Regions from separate parts of the Mus musculus genome. Here all the other regions are linked to region 4. A link is a contact called in public HiChIP or PLAC-seq and promoter capture Hi-C data. All regions are on one chromosome and are shown on one strand. The core of a region is the stretch at or near the end of the contact, and the rest is flanking DNA. Distances in the headings are between cores, read along the strand shown. Region 1 overlaps Ppp3cc (protein phosphatase 3, catalytic subunit, gamma isoform). Region 2 holds the start of Egr3 (early growth response 3). Region 3 overlaps Bin3 (bridging integrator 3). Region 4 holds the start of Rhobtb2 (Rho-related BTB domain containing 2). Region 5 holds the start of 9930012K11Rik (RIKEN cDNA 9930012K11 gene). Region 6 overlaps Slc39a14 (solute carrier family 39 (zinc transporter), member 14).

Region 1 (3,844 bases), core at 336-2,835, 440 kb after region 4:
GGATGTTTAATCCCAGCACTAGGGAGGCCAAAGTAGGGTGGGAGTTTGAAGCTGGTCTGGGTTGTACAGTGAGATCCCATTTTAAAATACTAAACAAATATGCTCCCAAAGAGCCTAATCTCTCAGGAGATGAAGGACAAGCAGCAGCTTACATTCTAAACTTACTGACCTTTTTTTCCCAATAAGATCTCTTCTTCATCTAGGAATGGGAGTGCATACCTGTAACCCTAACACTTGGGAGATGAAGCACGAGGACCCCAAGTTCAAAGCCAGTCTGCATTACATAGCAAAACCTTGTCTCAAAACAGAACAAATCAGAAGAGGAGTTGGGGAGAGAGAGGTAGAGATGTCAGATTCTTGGGGAGCTGGTGCAGAGCAGAGTAAGATACCAGAGAGTGTCGCTAAGGCCTTCCCCATGCTAAACACATGCTTTACTACAAAGCCTCACCCCTTACCCAAGACCTTCTTATCTGACTGAATTTTGTACTTAAAAATAGGTGTCCAGGATATAGCTCAGGGGTAGAGTGCCTGCTTCACAAACACAAGGACCTGGGTTCCATCCACAGAGCCAAAAAATAAAAATAAGCAAATGAACACAATAATAAAATAAAACACAAAATTAAAGTAGAGCTCACAGTTACTAACAATTCACACTAAGATATTGCTGGACTTCTTTACCTTTATTGTTATAGACATCTAGGTAATTAGGGGCAGAGAAAATCGTAATAAGTGACGGAAAGCCAGTTGCTTGGTTCTTCCTATACATTCGGTACCTGAAAAAGGAGATATGAACTCAGGCATTTTTACACTAAAAGTAAAATCTGCAGGAAGGTGAGGTCTAAGTGCAACCTACCCCGCATCCTGGGCTTCATGGGCTCTGATTATTGATAATAAACTGTTGTTCTGTAAAAATTCACAAACTGCAGGGTAACTGAAAAAGAAAATGAGAAAAACCTAAATATGGAATTATAGCAGTTATGTTTTAATAGGAAGAAACAGAACACCCAATCTGAGAGTTGTTTTAAGATTACAGAGACTATGGACTCTGCAATTTTAAAGATTTACTTTATTCTATGAGGCTTTTGCCTACTTGTATGGATATGCACCATCTGAGGGTCTAGTTCCCACAGAGGCCAAAGGAGGGTGGCAGATCCCATGACTCTGGAGTTACAGACAATTACGAACCACCATGAGCGCTGGGAACTGAACCTAGGTGTTAGAGCCATCAGAGTGATAATTTTTTTCTTTACCCTGACTAGCTTCCAAATCAATGAGATGATACTGTAAGTCTTGTTTAATCAAGCTTTACACCACAATAGCTGGTCAATATTAATCTGTTTTAATCCTCTAAAATATTCTGGCTCCCTCCCAGCCCGAACCCCCAAGATCCTTGTATTTTAGCACTGCTCTGGGTCGCTCAGCTCCAGGTGTGTTCTCAAGGTCCCCTCCACCCTCCCTCTCCTCTGAGTGAATCCCACTTCCCATCGCCCTTTCTCCCCTCCCCCGACCCTCCCCCCTGGCTGGCATCGGAAGTCCAGCCCCATTCCCTCCTCTGCCCAATCATTGGCTGATCAGCTTTTATTGACAGACCAGAGAATCAATAAGGAGCATCACATCACAGAGGCAGGAGGAGAGTCTTAAAGTAAGTATTACAATGCCATGTCAGGATTGCAACCAGACGTGGAGGCAGAGAAATCAGCACTTGAAAAATACATGGATAATCTTCAAACACTGCACAATAACATTGTGCCTCCACCCAGGCCTTCTGGAAAAACAGCCAGTGCTCTCAACCACGGAACCATCTCTCCAGCCCTACGACTGAACTTTTATTAAAAGCTCAGAAACCAGCTCCTCCCTCACAACCTCCCTCCTCAGAGCGTCTTAAACCCAGGCCTCTCCGAGAATCCTTGAGAGGACAGGAAGCAGGTCTAATGAGTAACTCCTCCAGCCCAGAGGAAAAACACTCTATGTCTGTCTGTCGAGTATATTATATTCAATTTCGATTAAAAAAAAAAAAAAAAAAGCTCAGAAACCAGTGATTTCTATTTCACACTACTATCAAACTTGAAGAAGACACCTTAGAATAGAAAGTTTCTCCATCTTTTAATTTATTTTACCTTAACACTACTAGTATTAGGATCAAAAATGTTGGTATTTTGATACGAAGATGTATCACAACTCCATGTATGCATGTATGTGTATACAGTAGGTCCTACAAAATTAGTGCATGCTTTTCTTAAATCATCAAACCTTTAGAAAAATTAAAAGAATCTACTTATAACTTTATATGTAATATCAATAGCAAGATAGTACTATGCATGGCTATCTCAGGAGTAGATATAAATATTATAGACCACCATACTCTAATGATATCTGCATATACTCCTAAAATGGTCTTTTTTTTTTTGAACTTCTGTTTGACAACCAGGAAGAACTAGGATATAAAATTACCATCAGAATTTGTAGCTGTTACTTACTTATCTTTTAGAAAGTATTTCTTTCTTGAATTGGGATATAACTAAGCTGGTCTACTGCTTGTGCAGCATACAAATTCCGGGGTCCAACCCCTATACACCATATTTTAGGGATGCTGCGCATGTAACCCCAGTACTTGGGAGGTGAGACAGAAGAAGCAGAAGTTCAAGGCTGTCTTTTCCTACATAGTAAGTTTGAGACCAGCCTGGGATGCACGGGATCCTGTCTGAGAAAAAGGGGGCAATTTTCTTTTTACTATGCTCAGTGGAAAATGTATAATTTTAAGATCACCTATATATGACATTATCACAATTTCGGAACAGGAAGTCCCCCTCTTGACTGGCATAGGAACAATGAATGGTCTGTTAGCCATTCATAGACTGTGAAGCAGTTTTGAGAAGGCCTTAGGAATGAGGTAGGAGGCTGTGGAATTCTGGTAGAGCCCACGGCCAAGGATTCATGCCATGAGACATTGTTCCTAGGTTCCGTATGAGGTTTAAGATTCCTAGGAGCCTCTGGCCATATTTTCATCAACCACTTAAGTGTTTCCGATGTTTTCTTGCATAATGATATTTTATGTAAATATAAGATTGAATCATTAACATTGAACTCATGGCCAGGAACACAACTCACACTTGACAAATCTCTGTAAGTTACACTACAGTCTGCTTTGCTCACGGACACTGGACAGCACTTTGTGTGATACCATTATCAACACTGAAAAAGACTGCTGACAGAAAAGTGCAGAAACAGAAACAAAACTGTGAGGTGGGGGTGGAGAGATGGCTCAGTGATTAAGAGCTGCTCTTGGAGAAGATCTGGGTTTGGTTCTTAGCACCCACATCTGTAATTCCAGTTCTAGGGGTTCTGGCCCCCATGGATACCAGGAAGACATGTGGTACAGAAACATACATGTGAGCAAAACACTCCTACACGTAAAACAAAAGAGAAAAAAAGACTAAAAACAAGAGTCAGCGCATGACTTCTAATGTCAGCTGTAAGCCTGCGCCGTATGGGCTGGCTCAGGTGCATCTGTTGTTCTGCCAAGTGTGTCCACCAATGCTATAAGAGCTCTGTGAGGACGGACTGGGATGCAGGGAACTCAGGTGAGTATGGGGATAGCTGCAAGCCAAGTGTTAGGAGGAGAATTTCTGGGTGGAAGGCCTGTGTTGTAAGAGGTGTTGGCAGGTGACCACAGGAACTGTAACAAATGACATTTGGCCAATAATGCTAAGTCCTTAAGCAACATCATAAGAGGGAAAAGTTAAATTGTTTCAGTAAATAAGTCACTAGAAAGATAGATGGCAGAGTAGAATTCAAAACGATTATTTTAAAAATGTTTAGGGGCAAATTAAGGCTTCTTTTATAC
Region 2 (3,604 bases), core at 448-2,947, 270 kb after region 4:
CTGAGGAGGGAATCCTCCCCCGCCAACCCGGTGTGATTCGGGGTCGCGCCTCCGTGCTCCCTCCCTCTCCTCCCCCTCGCTCTCAGCCAGGCTGCGCGCTTCAGGAGCAGGCCTCGGGGAACACATCACCCACCCCCGGGATCCGCTGTCGAGGTGACAGCACCCTGGGTCGGCACAGGGGGCCGCCCTTGACTGCAAGGCACCCTCAGGCAGCAATGAGGACAACCCTGCGGGAGACAGAGAGTAGAGACTGGAGGAGACCGCCTTGGTGGCTTAGAATCTGTGGGTTTCACATCTTCCCGCAGTAACTCAGCCGCAAGCCCTTCGCCGGCTGCAGTAGATAGCGACTGTGCCCCGGCCTGCTGGGCCCTCCTGCCATCCTGTGGCCAAAGGGGTTTGCTTTAGAACCGTTAGGGAATTTATCTGGGAATTATTTGGTGCACGTGTTTTCTATCCCCTAAACTTCACTCTTTCCTAATCTCCACAACAACAACAACAACAACAAAACCCTCATACCCTCGCCCCTAAAAGTTCTTGCCCACTGCGCAACTAGCTAATCCGCTACACATTCCCGGGCCACTGCGCTCAACTGAGAGTCAGCGCGGGGTCAGGAACCCCAAGGGAGGGGCCGGGGCTGCGGGCGGTGAATCAGAATGATGTCCGCACGAAAGTTCTAAGTGTCCAAGAATAAGAAGCCTTAGGACATTAGAACCCCTTCCCCAAAGGAAAATACTTCATCTCTCCATCTGAATCCAGTCAAGGATAAGAAGGAAAGACAGAAGTTGTGTGGGGGAGCCTGGCTTGAAGCGGTCACCTCTCCCATTCCTAGACTGCTAAGGAACCTGTGTCCTGGTGTACTGAACTCTTTCTAAATGCTGGGAGTGCTGGAGACCAATTGCAAACAACTCCACTCCTCCAACGACTAAATTCTGTCTCTAATGCTGTCCTCAAATAAAAACCTACATGTTTAGTTACAGGGTTTTTCAACTGTGCACTGCGCATCGCGCGCTTTGCATTCGGCTTCGTCCCTCTTTCTTTTTTCTCTTCTCGCTTTCCTTCTTTCTAATCTAATTGACTTTTTTTTTTTTTTTTTTTTTTTTTTTAAAGAACGGAGAGCGGTGCGGGCGCTGCACGTTGGCTGCGGCCCGCTTCCTGCTTTCTAATGTTCCATTGTGAGGAGCTTCCATTGTGACGTCGCGCCCCTTCGGCTGGGCTTTGTCTGTCCATATATGGGCAGCTACGTCACGGAGCTTTCCCGGGGCTCAGATAAATAGACTGGTGGAGTTCCCTGGCTGGGAGCTTTTGGGCAGCAGTGAGCTAGCTAGGAAGCGGCGGGGCTGGTTGGTGGTGATAGCAGCGGCGGCGGCAGCAGCAGCAGAGGAGGTGGCGGCGGCAGCGGCGGCGGCGGCTGTGGCAGATCGGGGGGCGGGGGGGGTCGGCGGGCTCGTGTCTGTGAGATCAATACTGAAGCCGCGTCTGACCCCCTGGAGCCTAGATCACCCCCCCAGCCCAGCCCCCATCCCACTCCTCGCACACGCCCCACCCCACCCCCACGACCCAGCGTCGCACCGCACCAGCCGAGGCACCCGAGAGGATTACCCTCTTTGCCCCTCTCCCATCCACCCCTCCAAAAAAGAATAGATCCCCTCCCCTGACCCACCCCTTCCCCTTTTCACTCCCCCCTCCCTCCGAACTTTCCCTCTCGCATGCTTTTCCCCTGCACCACGGATCGCCTCTCGGATGCCGCTCGCCTGGAAGCTGCGTTAGGAACAGGCGGCGGCGGCGGTGGCGGCGGCGGCGGTGGCGGCGGTAGCTCGGGAGTGCTATGACCGGCAAACTCGCCGAGAAGCTGCCGGTGACCATGAGCAGTTTGCTAAATCAATTGCCTGACAATCTGTACCCCGAGGAGATCCCCAGCGCGCTCAACCTCTTCTCCGGCAGCAGCGACTCGGTAGCCCATTACAATCAGATGGCTACAGGTAAGGGTGGCGGTGAGGCGGCGAGGCAGCGAGGAAGGAAAGGGGGAGGACGAGGAGGAGGGAGCGAGCTAGCGATGGATGCACATATCGATGGATGCAGAAATGGATGGATGGAGAGACGGATGGAAAGATGGGGGGCGCGCTGGGAATTTTCTGGGGGGCGAGTTGCTTTTCCCACCCACTCCTCCCGCCCTCCGAGATCGGGAAGGCTTGGTTGGAGACGCCACGGTTGAGGCTTCGGTTCTCCCGGGTGGGGGCAGCCGCCGACTGGAGGGAGGTAGGTGCGAGCAGCTCTGGGGTTCTCCCTCCCCACGCAGGGGGCCCGATCGCTGGGCTGCGTGCAAGGCGTGGTGCTGTAGCCCCCTTTCTCGGGAGGAGCCCAGCGTCTTTTTCACCCGCGCTCTCCCCCCTCCTTACTCCCTCAGCCTCCCACCCGGGATGGAGCCATGTGCGGCGTGGAGTCCCCACGGTGGGAGAGGTACTGCGACGCTGCCTTTCCGGGGCGTTCAGCAAAGCCATTGGGGGTGTGGGGACGGTGGGGAGAGGGAGGGGGCTCACCCACGGGGCGGGGGAAAGGGTTTGCCACCGGGGGCGATCCTGGGACCCGGGAGCTTGGGAACGGCGGCCGCTCCCGCCGTGGAGACATGGGCTGGTTTTCCGCCGCTCTCCACTCTCCTTAGCTGGGTTTAGGCTTTTCCCCTCCAGCCCGAGCAGAAAGCTCCTTCAGGCCGGGAGGAGACTGGGGCCGGGAGAGGCTCCCTTTACGGGCGGCACCCTTCTGCGCTCCGAGGACAAAAGCGTCGAAGCTCTTTGGGTCGGCCACCCGGGCTCAGCGCGCGTAGGGGGACCTCGCTTGGGGCATGAAGGCGCGGCGTCTTGGAGTAGACAGGGCCGGGGGAAGAGGCCGAGTTGTGTGTGCTGGAGAGCGAGAGCCGGGCGCGCTCCGGGTCTGAAACTACCTGTAGCTGCAGCTACCTGTCCGCCCCACCTCGGGAAGAACAACAATGCTCTCTTGCGCGCGTGCGTGTCTGTGTGTGGTACGTGAGTGTGTGCGCGGCGTGTGCGGTGTGTGTGCCGGAGCCACTCCACACCCCGATCCGTAGTATTTTGCTGTATCCAGGTTGCGCCGGGGAGCGCGGCACCGCCCGCTTTGCGCCGGGCTCGGCGTTCCTCTTACCCCACGCGCTGCGCACTCCAGCCGGCCGCACCCTCTACTCCTGGGCAAGGACCTGGGCGCCGCGGCCGGGAGCCGGCTCGGCTTCACTCACCCCTCCCCTCTCTCCCCCGCTCTCCGCAGAGAATGTGATGGACATCGGTCTGACCAACGAGAAGCCCAATCCGGAACTCTCTTATTCGAGCTCTTTCCAGCCAGCCCCCGGCAACAAGACCGTGACCTACTTGGGAAAGTTCGCTTTCGACTCTCCTTCCAACTGGTGCCAGGACAACATCATTAGCCTCATGAGTGCCGGCATCTTGGGGGTGCCCCCGGCCTCAGGGGCGCTCAGTACGCAGACGTCCACGGCTAGCATGGTGCAGCCTCCTCAGGGAGACGTGGAGGCCATGTATCCGGCGCTGCCTCCTTATTCCAACTGCGGCGATCTCTACTCGGAGCCCGTGTCTTTCCA
Region 3 (4,036 bases), core at 287-2,786, 330 kb after region 4:
GTCTAGCAGTGTGGCCTGTGAGGAACGTGGGACCTCCTCTTCTAGGAAGAGTCTGAATCTGTACCTTTCCTTTGACAGGTGAACCAGATCCAAAAGACAGTGATTGAACCTCTGAAAAAGTGAGTAAGGCCATCCAAGGCAGTGGGCCTCACAGTACTTGTGGGGACAGCAGGTCAGCTAGCCACTCGGAAGCCAAAGACCATGTCTAGCAGTGTGGCCACAGCTTCCCATGACAAGAAACAACAGGGACACCAGCCATACAGCCTGTCCCGTGGCTGAGGCTCCTGGTTGTTCCAGGACTCCAGCACTGCCCAGGCACAGTCTAGGAACAGGGAACTGCTAATTTCTATGGTGCCAGGCACTGCCCTGGTGGTCGTTTGGCCCCTTCCCCTTTTGCCTCTGGTTGGGCCCCCAGGAGGCCCAGTGCTGGCTGATTTCAACTGTAGAGATTCTGGCCAGCACTCAACAGACATGAGCAAGGCCTTTCATCTCCCAGCCGGCCTGGGATGCAGCTGCCTGCAGCACTTTGTGTTGGAAACGTGGGGGTGGCCGCACATGGGGAAGGGCGAGCAGCAGCCACCACCGCCACCACCACCACCTCATCCTGCTTGTGAAGGTCCCCTCACTCATGACCTGTGAGAGCAAGGAATTCTGGGAGACTCTTTTTTTTTTTTTTTTTTTTTTTTTGGTCCTGCAGGCCCTGGTCAAGGATCAGACAGGTTTGTCTTGTGGGTCCCCAGGGGAGGAGGCTGGTCCAAGCTTTGCCTTGAAGCTCTTGAGTGCTTCCTCTCTCCTGGCCTCTCCCAGCCTGCTCTGACCTAGAAAGGCTCCCGCTCTGCACCAGCAGCTGCACTTTATTACCTCGGCCGTGGTGGTCCCTGGCAGCTGCCTTGCCAGGCCTGGGCAGTGAGCCTCTGCTTCATTATCATTAGGCCAGATCAAGCTGGAGGGAGATGAAGAAAGCAGTTTCTGATCCTATAGTCTTTGGGTGTCGGGGAGTGCTGAGTTATTCCTTTCCCTGTTCAGATCCAGGGGTGGGATTAGGAAAAGCCCTCCTAGTTTTCTTAGTGCTCCTCCCCAACACTGGACACTCAGAGCCACCTGCGGCTTGCCATAAGGCCAGGCCTGACCCATGCCCACCACCCCAGCCTCAGCAGCCTGGGATTTCACACCCCTGCCTCTTGGTCAGAGTTCATCTCCAAACCAGGGGACCCTACATGGGGCCCTTAGTGCAGAGGGGCTGTTCATTTGGCCTGGTCTCAGAGCTGGATGGAGGGATCTCAGAGGGAAGTACCTCTGTACACAAAACTCTGGTGTGCCTGAGATGCAGGGGTCCAGAGGCAGCCTCAGGCACCCAGAGCTGGCAGAATATGGCAGGACTGCCAGCTCAGAGAACTAGGGGGTTGACTACCTTCTCGATTTCACAACCAACGAGGCGGCATTGAAATCGGATCCCTGGCTTCTTCAGCCAAGTGGAGAGAAACCCCGGCTGCTTCCCACCATGCTAGTGGCCCACCACCTGCCAGGAAGGTGGGGGCGTGGCAGAGGGGGCGGCCACCATCTCCGCCATGGATCCGCTGACCTCTGTATGAGCCTCAGGCCTGGCTGCCTGGCTGGCTTCTGCAACCCACAGCCAGCATACAACCCCCCATGACCACAGAAACCACCGCTGCCTGTTCCCTCCTCCCCACTTGTTTCCTTGTGCCAGGAGCGAAGCTCCCAGGGACCCCAGCACCGGAAACAGGAAACTGCAGCTTTCCTGTCCTCTAATGAAGATCATGGCCACCCTGTCGCCCCCAGTATCCCCTGCCAAGGGGGCTCGGTCTCTAATCCCCCAGTCCCTGGTTGTTCACATGTCGGATGGGGATGCTTTCAATTTCCCTTTCCTGGTGGGTGGAAGATCCCGGGTGTGTGGGCACAGATGAGGAATGGCAGGCATTCCCCACCAGGCCGGCTGCTCCCAGCCCACCTCCCAGCCGGCCTCTTTCCCTCCCCACTCTCTCTTCACCCCACGCTTTATCTCCCTGGGGAGTGAGCTTCGTGTTCAATCCTATGCCAGTCAAGAAATGGGTGCCTCCTAGGTTGGGGGCCCTGAAAACCCTGATGTAGACCTAGGTCCACCTCCCATCTCTGGAAATCAGTGGGAATCAGATCTAAGCACTTAGAGACTTGGAACTCGGGAAGGTGGGTCAGGTGTGCGTGCTGCCATATTGAGCAGGAGTGTCCCAGCCACCCACGCTGGCCTGTGTCCATTTCCTCTGTAGAAAGCAAGCCAAGCTGATTCCTTGGTGTGGTAGAGTTGGTACCTAAGAGCAGAGCTAGGTGAACTAAGTGGGCATGGAGTATGAGGATGTATGATTTGAGCAGGGCCAGGGAGCAGAGGACGCCCACCTCTTACCACTACTTCTCAAGGGACACCTGAGACTCGCAGAGGATTGGACTTTTTCACCATGCGCCTTTGAAGAAGACAGTTAAAAACTGCAAGCTTTGCTCTTTAAGGAGAGCTGGGCCCATGTGTCATCCTTGTCCGGGAGGGCAGCAGGAACCTGGGGAAAGTCCAGACACAGAGGACCAGCCTCTACCAGTCCTAACCTTCCACATCAGCACCCCAACCCTAGCTAGACCCCATGGAGAGGGGATCCTGATATCAGGTACCTGGCAAGACCTGTCCACGCCTGAGACGTTGAAAATAAGAAAATGAACAGGAATTCCTTCCCCCATCACCTTGGGACAGACAAGCACTCTTCCTGTGAGTGACATTAATAGCCCCCTCAGATGAAAAGAACATGACACCTGTCCCTTGTCTCAGGGACTCCCGGTCCCAGGTCCAAAGCTACCCGCATTTCCCATTATTATCGATTCAACTACAGTTGCCTGAGCTACTGACAATCCTCGTAGCTTGATCAAATCTTAATTTGATTGAGAAGCACTGCTGTAGGAGACGAGATCTAAGGAAGACCTGTGAGTACTCAAGAGTCAGGAGCCACTAGCCGGGGCAGCAGAGCCCGTTGCACCTGCAGAGGGTAGTGATCTTGATTAAGTAGTGCTGTGTAGACACCACACTCCCCAAGGCTGTAACCCCTGGTCTGTGGCAGACTTGGTCTCCCATCTCTGCCCTTCCATGTGCACTTGCACTGTGCCCTTCATGAACTGTCCCTGTCACAATAGTATTAGTGTTCCTGGTCGGTGTGACTTGGTCTTAAAAGATGACAACCATAGAAAGGGGCCAGGACCATGAGCTGAGGTCTGTTTTGCTGAGACTAGCATGTAAGACCAACTAACATTGCACCAAGGTGCCATTTCACACCTGCAAGACACCCTTCATGTACTGGTTTGTTCCTGGTGATGCACCCTCACCCCCCATAGGTGAATTCCAATGTACTCCACCTCTACCTCCTGTCTGCCTCTCATTCTTTCTCTTTCTCTGACCCTGGCCCTGAGGCCACCCCAAAAGCAGGCGGCTTCTGACAGCAGGCAAGCTGCTAGGGTCCTTTGTCCTCTTGGGATAGAGGGAGGGGCAGGATGGTAGGTTCCTGGGCTTGAGGCACCTGTTCCCTTGAGCCACACTGCCCAGCTGCCCAGGAAGGGAGAGGGGCTCCAGAGCAGCTGAATCACTGGTACAGCTGTCTTCACACTGGCATTGTGACTGGCTCCTCCCAGTGTGACCTGGTGGTGCCTGGTCCCCCCATCTATTTTGCACATTTCACCTGCTGCCTGGCCACGTTTATATTCTCTCTTCTCTAGTAGGAATATTCATTACTCCCATCAGGGTGGCCCTGACTTGTTGAGGCTTTTCAGTACCAAATTTATGGTCATATCCTATGAGAAGCAGAGGTTGGGAAGCGCACCTCCTGTGATATGTGAGCCTACTGAAGACAGCCTAAGCATTCAGATGTTCTCTCAGCTCAGGTGCATGGGAAAGGCTGGCCTCAGCCACCGACTGGCATCAACTGGCTTGTTCCTGACTTCCGTTAGCTTGCTTTGTCACGCTCTCTGGGCTCACCTAAATAAGGTGACTCTTGTGGTCCTAGGTCAC
Region 4 (4,120 bases), core at 905-3,404:
TGTTGGAAGAAAGTTTCTGAACACGTGAATTTTGGTAAATTCACGCCAAGGGAGCCTGGGTGGGAGGAGGTATTTGTCGTCTTATGTAATATAGTATTATATAATGCTAGATTGCATATCCATATGTGTAATTATATCTCCCTTTAAGATACAGGCTGGCCCAATTAAGCCAGGAGAACTTTTTTGTCTAATCAGGCCTGTCTTAAGTGAGGATCCTGTCCAGACGACACCATGGCAATATTAATGTAACTTCTGTTCTAGAATATTACTACTTTTCTGGATCACTGCTGATGCATGACAATACAAACCATGCGGTGAACTTTCCCACTGTCCCTTTCCCTCTGGCACACCCTTCTTCAGTGACTGGACACTGTTCCTCTCAGTTGTCCCAGCCCCATTCCTCCAGAGCCTCCTGACCATCCTCCACCCTCATCCAGGGTATCACAACCTCCAATTCACTGATTCCACCCCCTTGACAATCCTGAAGCCACTGAGATTTCCTCCCCAACTCTTGTCCCCAAGTTACCCCCCCCCCCCTTCACAAACAGTGTCCTGCACGTCAGCTTCCCCAGTTCTTTGTGCTCTGTCCAGGACAGATCCGAAGGTGTGCTCGGATTACCCACAAACCTCAAGGGCTCCCATTCCCACCCCCGCACCCCTACACACACTGTTTGCAGAGCTCAAAAGCCCCCCTTTCCCTCCCACAGCTGATAGGAGGCTTGTTCATCTGTGGCTGCCCTAGTCTGGTTGTCAAGGAAACGACAATCTCCCTGGGAGCCTGGCTTGTCTCCTAGCAACCAATATCCCACATCCTGCATCTTACAAAAAAAAAAAAAAAAACGTGAAAGGGAGGAAAATCGAGAAAATGAAAGTAAAAAGCAAGGAAGGTGGATAGAAAGGAAGACTCGGGAGGAGAGGAGCAAAGGAAAGGTCGGTTTGGAGTTAAAGGAGCTCCCACTGTGGACGCTGACATTGTAATATGGGCGAAGGTGGAGGGGTGGATCCTCCCTCCCCACGCAGAAAACGTAAAGCAAGGCCCAAAGGGATCTTAAATGATCACATTAACAGAAACAGAAGCCTAAATACAGGATAAACCTTTTCAACCCTAGGCTACCCGAACATTAACAAAGAAAGCTCAAGAATTCCACCAGTAGTTTGCCAAAACTCAGCTGGACAGACCACAGTGGAGTTGACTTCAAAGAATCAGCTAGCTCCACTGCCGGCAGCAAACACCGCAATTGTACTGTTTTTTGTTTTTGTTTTTGTTTTTTTAAAGAAAGAAAGAAAAGAAAGGAAAGTAAAAGAAAAAGGAAAAAGGTACACCTCTACCACTCTGAACCTCTTATTTCCCTCCTGACATGCCGCTCTGCACACACAATTTTTTTTTAATGAAATAAATAGGGAAGGGGGAGGGGCACGACACACCGATGCAAAACATGTAGTTCTCCCCTAAAAACACCCAAGAAAGGTTAGTTTCTCTTCCCTCTGAACTGTGCAGACTCAGCAAGTGCCCAAGGGAAGAGTGGAGCTCAGGGGAAGGCAGGAGGGACGCAGGGAGGAGAGGGGAGGGTGCTGAAGGATGAGCCAAGGCGAGGTGGCACGTTTGCTTGCAACCCGGCCATAATAGAAATCAATCGTGTACTTACACCACTACATGTGACGGGGTAATTTCTAGTGTAGGGAACACATCTCTTCCTGCTAAGCACGCTCATTTTAGTGAGATGTCTGGGGTCACTCTGCGCGTGCAAGTTGGGGCGCCGCCGACGCTGCTGCTCTGTGCTGGAGACCCAGACTCCTGGGGTCCCGGTTCAGGTACGATCAGAAGAAACTCTGGCACAGGAGCCCTGGTCGGACCGCGGCACGTGAGCAGCCTGGGGCGCTGCACTGCAGCCACTGCCTCTTCCGGATCAGCATCTCCGCGCGACCCGGGCGCCCAATGTCATGGAGGCTCGCGGAGCCGGGTTGCGCGCCGCCGCTCCGACCTCCGGCCGCTGGGCCGCGCCGCCGCCCGGCTGCGCTGCGGAGGTTGCGGGCGGCGCGCTAGAGAGCGAGGCGCCGGGTGAGGCCGCCGCACGCGCGCAGCCTTAAGACGCCGAGCGCCGCAGTCCCCGAGACCGCTCACGACCTCCTTTTTTCATTCACAAAAAAAGCAAAGTTGGGGGGGTTGGAGGGGAGAGGGATTAAAAAAAAAAAAAGAAAAAAAAAAAAAAAGGAAAAAAACTGCACCCAGGAACGGTTGCTGTGACAAGGACTGCCCACAGCGGCGTGTGGTTGGTGGAGAGCGGAGCGATGGGGATTGGACACCCAGAGGCCACGCCCGAGACACGCCCCCGATCCCGGGAACGCCTCCCGCTCCTCTCCTGGTTTTGCACCTCCTCCCTTTTCCCCTGGGAGCCACGAATGGCCAGCAGCTGACCTCGCCAGTCTCAAAACCTTGCAGGACTCTCAGGATAGTTTTCCCCAGGAGGCTAGGAAGAAACTCATCCGGCGGTGCGCCCTGAGAATGCAAGTCAGAGGGCCACGGGAAGATTTTCCTGTTTCTCCCTAATTCAACCAAGCCTCTACCCCGCACACAGCTGCTCCGAGTACTGGGGGACCTTTCTTTTTTCATTATCCCTGCAGCTCCGACTTCTGTAGCTCTTAGTGAGTTTTCTGTATGGATACCCGTACTTTTTGACCTGTCTGCCACCTAGACCTTCTTTAGAGGTTCCCATCCCAACCTGTTGTCAAAGAGAGTTCAGTAGAATCTCCATAACTTTGCAAAGAATGCCAAGGAAATATTAGCCAGAGAATCCCTACCTAAGTCCTCTGTGGGTGCTCTAAATATAGTGACTGTCATCCCCAGCACTTGGGTGGGTGAGACAGAAAAATTGTCATAAGTGCAAGACTAACCTGGGCTACAAAGCAAAACCTTATCTCTAAACCCTAAAATAAAAATGGGTTGAGTCTAATGCCATCCATTCTGTTCATCGGAAGGAAGCGTCTGCGGTCCCCGGTCAAGGCTGGGTTCCATAGATTGGTCGGGACTGCTAGGAATTACACATCTTACCAATTCTCTCTGGACAGTTTTTTTTAAAGCAGCCTGGCAAACTTCACACAGCAACCTCCCCTATCACACTTCCAATGTCCTTTTTGAGAATGCAGATCTGTTTTAATGTTGGTTTATGCAAAATATGATATAAAAGAGAGGTTTACTACCCCTCTCCAAAGTCAAATAAAAACTGGATTTTTGGCCAAAATACACACCTCTAACCCCAGCATTGATAGGATTGAGGCAGGAGGATGGAAAGTTTGAGGTCAATATGGCTGATGTAGGGAGACCCTGCTATAAGCAAATAAATACTCAGTTTGTATTGTCTGAAATATGCCCTGTCTGTGAGTGCCTAGGACAGAAAGTTGCTCACCAGGGCGCCTGTAGTAAGTGTGTACTCAGGTTCGTTTAATCATTGTGCAGTAGGCAGATACTTTACTGTCCCTGGCCTCCAACACCTACCCAGAGCGGAAGAGAAGGTTGACAGTGACTGGAAGTGCTTCCTCACACTTCCTGTTCAGATTCTGCCTTCATAAAACAAATACTAGTTCAAAGGCATGTTTAAGAAAGAAGGTAGGGGCTAGTGAGATGGCTCAGCGGATAAGAGCACTGACTGCTCTTCTGAAGGTCATGAGTTCAAATCCCAGTAACCACATGGTGGCTCACAACCACCCATAATGAGATCTGACGCCCTCTTCTGGTGTGTCTGAAGACAGCTACAGTGTACTTATGTATAATAAATAAATAAATAAATAAATCTATCTTAAAAAAAAAAGAAAAGAAAGAAGGTAGAAGCCGGGCGTGGTGGCACACGCCTTTAATCCCAGCATTTGGGAGGCAGAGGCAGGCTGATTTCTGAGTTCAAGGCCAGCCTGGTCTACAGAGTGAGTTCTAGGACATCCAGGGCTATACAGAGAAACCCTGTTTCGAAAGGAAGGAAGGAAGGAAGGAAGGAAGGAAGGCAGGCAGGCGGGCAGGCAAGCAAGCAAGCTTTGCTCAGGTATGTTCTTCCTCTGCATTTGACACAGAAGAGTTTCACTTCATTGCTTATGCTCCTAAGAGTGATTATACAAAACCTCTCCAGGTTCC
Region 5 (3,908 bases), core at 925-3,424, 350 kb after region 4:
TCTCCAGCACCTCCTCCAGCTTCTGTCTGGCCAGCAGCCGGTCTAGCTGAGCAGGAGGCAGCTCAGGGCTCCCCATGGGCTCAAGGTTCAGAGAATCTTGAGAAAGTCCTGATAAGGTAGCCAAGGAGCTGTCCCCAACAACCATCTCCATGCCCGAGTCCTGGGAAGCCAGTTTCAGAAGTGGCATCTGTCTCTCCAGACCTCTCAGCTCATTCTGTCCCTCCCTGAAGTCCAGTGAACATTCGTGAGTGTTGTCTGGTATCCGTCTGTAGGTGCAAGTGACTCCTGGCACCACACAGCCTTGTGCCAGGTCCTCAAAGGCCCCATCTGTAAGGAGAATCCGTATCAAGCTGGGCAGGATGCCCTCAACGCCTCCAGCATTCCTAGCACTCAACAGCATTCCCTTGAGGAGGTGTGTCCTGTACCAGTGGTGAACAAAGACACAGGACAACCCCATCCCCACTGGGATAAAGTTCCAGCCTTGCTTGGAAGATGTATAGATAGGGTTCTTATAACAATTGTTGACAGCCAACAGAAACCTACACTTCCAGCATGTGGTAGGCAAAGTCCTTGCAAGTCATGACAAACAGCAATGCAGATAGCTTAAGAGACCCTTAACTAAGATTCACCTGAAACAATCAAGTCTAAGTGCCTCGGACTTCCTGGATATGGGAGGGAGAAAGAGCGAAGTGAAGGACGGGGCTACACAGTGCTATCTGGAGTCCCTGACACACCAGGAAGCAGAATGAGGTATCGCCTAGAGTTTATGAGGACACTGGTAAAAATGACAGCAACTGGGGCTGAGATGTGACCCTGTGAGAGCTTTCAGAGAGTGCACACACAGGGCACTGGGTCCCATCCTCACACTGCAAAACAGAAATAGCAGCAGCAGCAATAAAAACAATGCCCCCTCCCCAAGGGTTTCTCTGTGTTCCAGGTTGTCCTGGAACTCACTCTCTAGACCAGGCTGGCCTTGAACTCAGAAATTCGCCTGTCTCTGCCTCCCAAGTGCTGGGATTAAAGGCATGTGCCACCATGCCCGGCTGGCAATTATAATCATTTAGAATAATTTTGTTTTTTTAAGCAAGAAAGGATGATCATGTGACAAATGGAAGTTTTTGGAGTTGGATCAATGATTCAGTATTTTAAAATACTACTTTTCCAGAAGATGGGCGTTGGGTGGGTCTTGGGTGGGTCTTGGGTTCCCAGCACCTACATGGGTGTTCGAAACTCCAATCCAAGGGCTCTGAGCCCCTCGTTTGACTTCCCCATCCAGTCCACACAGGTAAATCAGACAAAAGTAAAAAATTTAAACAACAACAAAAACCTTTTAAGTATAAACTAAGTAAAACAAGGAAACTGACTTTGGTTTTGTTTTGTTTTGTTTTGTTTGTTTTGAAACAGTGTTTTACTCTGTATCCTCAACTGCCCTTGAACTCCCAGTATTCCTCCTGCCTCAGTGCTGGGATTATAGGCACGAATCCTCCCAAGTGCTGGGATTATAGGCACGAATCTCCTCGCCCCTTTGGTTAGCATCCACTTATTACCACCTTTGTGCCAGGGGTTATGATGGCCTAGGTGGTCTATGGGCATCGGGCAGAAGCTTGGGCAGCTTTGGCGGGAAGAGGATGCCAGCCCGTCCCCTCTGGATCAGGAAGTGTACCAGGAAGCCTAAACCCGGCAACCATCCCTGAGAAATGGGTTTGTGGCCACCAAGGGGCTTGCAGGATTGCTGGCTGGGGCAAGAATATCGGAGCCACCCAACCTCGGATAGAAGAAGCTTCCACAATGGGAATTAGGGGGAAAGGAGACGACGGACCATAGAATGTGGGTGATGGGTGATTGGCCTGCAAATCCCGGAGGATCTGCGCTGTGTATGGCGTCCCAAGCCTATTCACTCGACTCCTTCAAAGCAAGGAAGCAAGGGGGCGCGGCCGGTGGACGCCGCTTGAGCGGGGCTGGAGAATAGGAGACGACCCCAGGGTGGGAGGCAACGCGACTCACCCCGGCCGCCAAGTCGCTCCACCGCAAAGACGCGGCGCCGGCTCAGCATGGCGTGTTCCAGACGTGGAAACCGCTGCAGCGGCACCGGAGTGATCTCGGGCGTCCCCAAGTCCCTAGCTGTGCTGGAGCGGCTCTGCCCGTGGATCCCTGCCCAGATGGGCGTGGTTCCAGGACACTCCCTGCGGGGGGCGGGGCGGGGCGGGGCGCGGCACGCAGGTGGAGGGCACTGACCTAGGCATCATCAGTCTGGAGACTGCCTTCCCTAGGCTCATATCCCCAGCCCTTGCAGCAGAAGTGCCCCAATTAAGTGCTCTTGGAGGAGAGTGTACCCACTCGAGGGCTTTAGCCGGCTGGCTGCGAGAGGTCACCGCTCCCCACCCCGAGACACACACACACACACACACACACACACACACACTGCTCGAGTTGCCTGTGTTCCTGCTGCTGCAGCTTGGAACCTTACTAATGCGGAGCTGCACTGCACAACAGCCCGGAAGGAAATGGAACCCCACAGTGCTGGCGGAGGGAAGAAGGCAGACTAGGGCTGCATCCGGCCTCACAGCTGTATAACTTGAGGGCAGGTCCCTCAGCCTGTCAGGAAGGGGAAAGGGTTCTGCGCCCTGGGAAAACCTGTGTCCAGAGCTCCTTAAGAACCCCTTACCTAGCCCAGGCCTGTCTTATCTGGGTGCTGCTGTAGGCGTGTGGTGGCTGGGTCTGCAGGCTGTGGGCAGGAGGTGAACCACAGCCTGGAGGCTGAGCAGAAGTTTAAATGCTTCCCTGACCCTAGCAGCCACCACCCTCGGCCCGGTTCCATTCTACCCCTACCCCATTCTAAAAAGGAGCCCAGGAAGCAGCTGATGGCCAACTACCAGGTGACCAGATGGTACTGGGGCTTCTAGGGAAACATCCCCTTTCTCTGAAGCCAATAAGGACTGGGAAATCTCAGCTGGCCTCAAATGCCCTAGAGGCAAATATGGGTGACCTGGAGAAGAGACTGAGAGCCAGAGTCACCGGAAGTCGCCCGCCCCTCTCCTTGCTTCTTCCTTGATCCCATCTTCTAAAGCTCTCCGCTGGTTCCTTTGTCAGAGAGCCACCAACAATGCAAATTGCAGTACTATGAAGTTGGCAAACTGAGCCCCACAACCTCCTCCACTCTCCCACTCCCCCATCCCCCCAACCCCCGTTACAAGATGAGAGCTGAGTTGCAGTCCTCTGTCATCTTCAGAACCTTGCTGTTTAGGTCAAGCCCTTTTCCTGCAGCATGAGTTCCCAGGGTTGCTGGCTGCTCCACCCCACCCCCATGCCTGTCCTTCAAATATAATGAGGGAAACAGGATGCTGGACCTGGCAGAACTGCCTTCTCCAAGCCCAAGAAGATCCAGAGAAGCAAGCTTCTCCAGCCAAGCCAGGTGGCTCCCACCCCCCCAAGGTGAAGCTGTAGGGAAGTAAAACAGGGGTATCCTTTGCCTAATTTTGCCCTGAATTTGGAAAATGTGGGGCCCAGATTCCAAGCAGCAGTATCCCTGGTGACTAGGGTCAGGAATGCATCTAGAAACAGGAAGCCAGGCCAGCAGGAATGCAGTGTCTCAGCACAAAGAACCCACACACACCCCACTAAATACACTCCTCAACATACACTCCCTCCCAGATAGGGCCCCGCCCCTTTGTGCAAGGCTGGGCCAGGTCTGATCTGTCACAGCCTTCATGGGAACTGGACCTGAGGTAGTGGGCTAGGCTTCCTTCTGCATCTAATGTCCTGACTGAAGCTAATTCATAACCCAGCCAGTCCTTCATTACCCCAAGGCTTGTGTGTCCCTGCAGTACCTGCCATTACCTAGGTCTCTTTTCTTGGCCACCTCCACCTGAAAAATCATGTCCCTTTGGAGTAAACTGCAAGAAGCATCA
Region 6 (3,707 bases), core at 931-3,430, 500 kb after region 4:
CAATGCCACTGGCTCCCCAATGGCAGGGTCCTACCCGATCTGAATCTGCCCTGAATACATTGTGAGGACCAGCATAATGGAGAAGCCGGTTAGGAGGCCAAGATTCTGGATGACAAAGGGGACCAGAAAGCTGTCGTTCTTCTCATCCTCCTGGCAGACTTCATTCATCTCAGGGAACTGAGAAGGAAGAGAAAAAAATGAGTTACAGATTCTGTTAACATTGTCCCAATCACTGTGATGTCTGGTTCTCAAGTGGTGGACCGTATTTTTGGAAGGATGTTTTTGGTAGTTCTGGGGACTTTTCTGGAGTTAAGGAGGTCACTGGGGGGGAGGGTGTTATCTTTGACCATTCTCTGTAGCTCTCAACAATATGGCTGCCTAAACAAGACCCAAACAATGCAGACACCAGATGATGTGTCAGCGTGGGCTGGGGAAACCTCACAAAGCCCCGCCCCTAAATGAAGAGTTATAGACAATTAGTTAGTGACTACTCAGATGCAGAGAAGCCAGTCTTCCTCAGGGATAAGCTCCCTGATTGGGAATCCAGTACATATGTACAGACGAGCAACATCAAATGGACTTGGAAGTTTGTATATTATATATATGTGTGTGTGTATGTGCATTCTTTTTTTTAAAAGATTTTTATTATTATTTACTTCATGTATATGAGTACACTGTAGCTGTACAGATGGATGTGAGCCTTCATGTGGTTGTCGGGAATTGAATTTTTTAGGACCTCTGCTCATTCTGGTCAACTCCGCTCACTCAGTCCCTGCTTGCTCTGACCCTAAGGTTTACTTATTATTATTATTATATTATATTATTATATTATATTACATAAGTCACCGTAGCTGTCTTCAGACACACCAGAAAAGGGCGTCAGGTCTCATTACAGGTGGTTGTGAGCCACCATGTGGTTGCTGGGATTTGAACTCAGGACCTTCAGAAGAGCAGTTAGTGCTCTTACTTGCTGAGCCATCTTGCCAGCCCTATATGTGTATTCTTATATCTCTCAATAATAATTAGAGAGAAAAGACTGTGCATTTGAGAGGGAGCAAGGTGGTGGTGGGGGCCACAGGAGTTGGGGGGAGGTAAATGATATAAATACAGCACTTATATATGAACTTATTAATTAAAACTTAAAAGGACATCCATAAGGTTACCATTAACTTGTGGTAGACAAAAGTCTAAGTGATGCCTTTTCTTTCTCACTCCCTCTTTTCTTTCTGTCTACACAGCACACCTTTTCCATCAAACTGAAATAAGGACCCTAGCCTGAGTATGGTCAATTTTCTATAGTGAAATGCTAATAGAGAGACCAAAGTTCTCCCTTTAAAACCCAATGACTTCTGGGTATAGTAGTTTACACCTGTCTGCCCAACATCTGGTGGGTAGGGGCAGGGCTGCAATGACTTTGAGACCAGCCTGGGCTACAGAGTGAGACTCTTGTCTCATGCAAACCCAAACAAAAACCCCGAATGCTGCATTGAAAAGGTCAGATTATTATATCATTTTAGATTTAAAAAATTTATTCGATGCGTGTATGCTATATGTAGGTGCTTTAGCTGCCTGTATGTCTGTGTACCACATGGATGCTTGGGCCCTTGTGGAACACAAGAAGTAGGATCCCCTGGGACTGTAGCTAGGAATCAAACCTGGGTTCTCTTCAAGAGCAGCCAGTGCTCTTAACAGCTGAGCCATCTCTCTAACCCTGAATTGTTACTTCTTAAAATCAGTGAATTGGGTTGAGTGTGAAAGAGACTTCAATAAAGCCAATACAAAAAACAAAATCTTGGGCTGACAAGATGGCTCCGTGTGACAGAGCATTAGGTGCCTAGTCCCATCTTAGGAACCCATGACATAAAGAGAACCAAGTCCCACAAGTTGTTTCCCATGAGAATTATCACGCATCTACACACATATCAATGTAAAGAATTAAAAACCAAACACACCCGAACGTGTGGCCTTTAGCTGCCCTCCTGTCCAAGAGGCAACCAGAAACCACAGCACTTACCATATCGGCTAGGGCAATATACAAGAACATTCCTCCAGCCAGTGCAAAAATCCAGTTTGCAGAGAAGTGGCTGCCAGCCAGGATGCCAAAGGCCAGACCCAAATAGCAGCAGCAGGCAGAGAGGAAGTTGAAGAAGAGAGCCTGCTGGATGCTCATGCCAGCATTGAGCAGGATGACGAAGTCTCCTGCAATGGCATGAGAACAGGAAGCGGGCTGAGTCAGGACGCACGACACTAATGAATGGGACTGCTTCAGCTACGGGTGAAGCATGTGCGGGTGAAAATCTCATTCTCAGGTGGTATTGGGATAAAGGCACACCCATCTTCCAATCCTGGCCATGACCTCGCAGCACAGAGGCTGCAAAGCCCTCATAGACTTCTGGAAGAACATAAGCAACCAGCACCGGCCTCATCGCTCCCCACACAGAGGCTGAAAATAATCCACAGGACTTTAAATGTCTATAACCAACCAGCAACATCCTCACTTCTTTTTTGACTGATGGTGAAATGAAAATAGCTCCCTGTCTCCTAACGGATGGCACGGTCAGGACCAGACTTGAGAGAGGGAGAAATTAGTGCTCAAGCCAATAAATGCCAAAGTTAGGAGCCCGTGTTGTCACTGGGTCCTGAGTCATGGCTTCTTAGACTCCCTTGATAAAACTACACGCACCCCTAGGCGCTGGCTTTTCTGCTTCATTCACATGACATGCTTTCTAGCTTCTACAGGATGCAGGACATAAAGAGGGGATCTTTACTGAGTAGCCACAATACTGTGTGGCACCTGGCAAGTCCTTTTCAACATTTGTTTGCCTATAATCCCCTTGATGATTCTAAAAGGCAGGTGTAGGTATTAATCATGCTATACAGGTGGGAAAATTAAGCCACAGGACACAGGGCTCATGGGATAAAAATCTCCCTGTAAGAACCTCTATAGTTCTAAGCTATGCTCCACTGTTATAATTCCAGAGTTAGCGAGACAGGGCGTTAATTCAGTGAGTGCTGTGGTGGAGGTGGGAGGAGCAGCAGGGATGTGATGCAAGAAGGGTGTCTCGGTGTCTCAGACAAAAACTGAGACAGCTGGAACACGGGGACAGGGACTAAGCACTCACCCAGCTCATGAGGGAATTCCTCACAGAGAATGGCCACTGACGTGCTGATGCCTTGGAAGACAGACACAGTGAAGGAGGCACCAATAGCCAGGCCATCGATGAAATTGTGGAGCCCATCGCTCAGGGTGATCATCCAGGCCAAGGTCCCGATATCAGAGTAGCGGACCCCCTTGAGCCAGTAGCAAGCACTCTGGGATGCCTGCAGGTCCTATGAGAAAGGACACACCAGTGGACTTCAGGTTACAGAGTGACCTCCGGAGAGCCTGACTCACAAAGGCGTGGCTTCTGTGTCGAGGCTTCCCCGGGGGCACTCAGGGCTGCTGACCTGCACAGACATGGAGTTGACAATGACCTTCTCGTCCGTGCCAGGCGCCTTGCCATCCAGCTCGCTGTTGCAGTGCTGAGGGATCATGTGATCCAGGTCCCCGTTCTGTAGCTTCTCGGTCACACCCTCCTCCTGGTCCTTCTTGGAAGGAAGTGTCTCGGAGGTAAAATGGTTATGCCCGTGATGGTGCTAGGGTAGGAAGAGTGAGCAGTGTTACTGATCAAAACTGCCAGCCCAGCCCAGCCCAGCCCAGCCCAGCC

The links. Promoter capture Hi-C pulls out the DNA fragments that hold promoters and counts their contacts. HiChIP or PLAC-seq counts read pairs in DNA pulled down with a chosen protein or histone mark.
Region 1: a contact with region 4 is called in an H3K4me3 HiChIP or PLAC-seq map of embryonic stem cells, with 2.9 times the contacts expected there. The contact joins the enhancer-like site here to the promoter of Rhobtb2 in region 4. A contact is called at or near these places in 5 of 39 promoter capture datasets (the C10 cell line, cranial neural crest, frontonasal cranial neural crest and 2 more), 2 of 484 Hi-C or Micro-C datasets (bone marrow-derived macrophages and embryonic stem cells), 5 of 115 datasets of contacts at active chromatin or transcription factors (astrocytes, bone marrow-derived macrophages, embryonic basal ganglia and 1 more) and 2 of 9 other capture datasets (adipose tissue and embryonic tail).
Region 2: a promoter capture Hi-C map of neural stem cells shows a contact between it and region 4. The contact joins the promoter of Egr3 here to the promoter of Rhobtb2 in region 4. A contact is called at or near these places in 11 of 39 promoter capture datasets (the 3T3-L1 cell line, the C10 cell line, cranial neural crest and 8 more), 7 of 484 Hi-C or Micro-C datasets (CD4 T cells, cerebral cortex, embryonic stem cells and 4 more), 10 of 115 datasets of contacts at active chromatin or transcription factors (bone marrow-derived macrophages, effector CD8 T cells, embryonic forebrain and 5 more) and 3 of 9 other capture datasets (adipose tissue, liver and pancreatic islet).
Region 3: a contact with region 4 is called in an H3K4me3 HiChIP or PLAC-seq map of forebrain, with 6 times the contacts expected there. The contact joins the enhancer-like site here to the promoter of Rhobtb2 in region 4. A contact is called at or near these places in 8 of 39 promoter capture datasets (the C10 cell line, cranial neural crest, embryonic stem cells and 5 more), 5 of 484 Hi-C or Micro-C datasets (bone marrow-derived macrophages, cerebral cortex, cortical neurons and 1 more), 15 of 115 datasets of contacts at active chromatin or transcription factors (the 230-238 cell line, acute myeloid leukemia, bone marrow-derived macrophages and 12 more) and 4 of 9 other capture datasets (adipose tissue, embryonic stem cells, liver and 1 more).
Region 5: a promoter capture Hi-C map of hematopoietic stem and progenitor cells shows a contact between it and region 4. The contact joins the promoter of 9930012K11Rik here to the promoter of Rhobtb2 in region 4. A contact is called at or near these places in 16 of 39 promoter capture datasets (the 3T3-L1 cell line, the C10 cell line, the HPC-7 cell line and 11 more), 5 of 484 Hi-C or Micro-C datasets (B cells, the G1E-ER4 cell line, Th1 cells and 2 more), 21 of 115 datasets of contacts at active chromatin or transcription factors (the 230-238 cell line, the NIH/3T3 cell line, the SCID.adh cell line and 13 more) and 5 of 9 other capture datasets (adipose tissue, embryonic stem cells, embryonic trunk and 2 more).
Region 6: a contact with region 4 is called in an H3K4me3 HiChIP or PLAC-seq map of bone marrow-derived macrophages, with 3 times the contacts expected there. The contact joins the enhancer-like site here to the promoter of Rhobtb2 in region 4. A contact is called at or near these places in 7 of 39 promoter capture datasets (the C10 cell line, the HPC-7 cell line, cranial neural crest and 3 more), 3 of 115 datasets of contacts at active chromatin or transcription factors (bone marrow-derived macrophages, large pre-B cells and pro-B cells) and 1 of 9 other capture datasets (pancreatic islet).

What each region holds. Positions count from the first base shown.
Region 1 is chr14:70,240,051-70,243,894 of GRCm38.p6, forward strand. It overlaps Ppp3cc (protein phosphatase 3, catalytic subunit, gamma isoform), which reads right to left. Exons shown (of 14, transcript NM_008915.3): 7 at 854-931; 8 at 679-773. Among named protein-coding and RNA genes, the nearest start is that of Gm33790, 6.7 kb to the right of the region's middle. Within about 2 kb of position 1,586, at least 144 of the 459 cell types and tissues checked have an H3K27ac peak or open chromatin away from gene starts, as enhancers often do. A contact at or near this core is called in adipose tissue, embryonic basal ganglia, embryonic stem cells and 2 more, where this site is marked.
Region 2 is chr14:70,075,620-70,079,223 of GRCm38.p6, forward strand. It overlaps Egr3 (early growth response 3), which reads left to right and starts at 1,698. Exons shown (of 2, transcript NM_018781.4): 1 at 1,698-1,979; 2 at 3,277-3,604. The coding sequence starts at 1,826.
Region 3 is chr14:70,129,440-70,133,475 of GRCm38.p6, forward strand. Bin3 (bridging integrator 3) reads left to right here. Exons shown (of 9, transcript NM_021328.4): 6 at 79-119. Among named protein-coding and RNA genes, the nearest start is that of Ccar2, 22 kb to the right of the region's middle. Within about 2 kb of position 1,537, at least 39 of the 459 cell types and tissues checked have an H3K27ac peak or open chromatin away from gene starts, as enhancers often do. A contact at or near this core is called in acute myeloid leukemia, where this site is marked.
Region 4 is chr14:69,803,391-69,807,510 of GRCm38.p6, forward strand. It overlaps Rhobtb2 (Rho-related BTB domain containing 2), which reads right to left and starts at 2,155. Exons shown (of 10, transcript NM_153514.5): 1 at 1,647-2,155.
Region 5 is chr14:70,157,328-70,161,235 of GRCm38.p6, forward strand. It overlaps 9930012K11Rik (RIKEN cDNA 9930012K11 gene), which reads right to left and starts at 2,175. Exons shown (of 7, transcript NM_001112735.1): 1 at 2,005-2,175; 2 at 1-327. The coding sequence starts at 2,053.
Region 6 is chr14:70,306,636-70,310,342 of GRCm38.p6, forward strand. Slc39a14 (solute carrier family 39 (zinc transporter), member 14) reads right to left here. Exons shown (of 10, transcript NM_144808.4): 7 at 3,448-3,636; 8 at 3,123-3,330; 9 at 2,015-2,199; 10 at 1-177. The coding sequence ends at 31. Among named protein-coding and RNA genes, the nearest start is that of Ppp3cc, 19 kb to the left of the region's middle. Within about 2 kb of position 2,181, at least 42 of the 459 cell types and tissues checked have an H3K27ac peak or open chromatin away from gene starts, as enhancers often do. A contact at or near this core is called in bone marrow-derived macrophages, where this site is marked.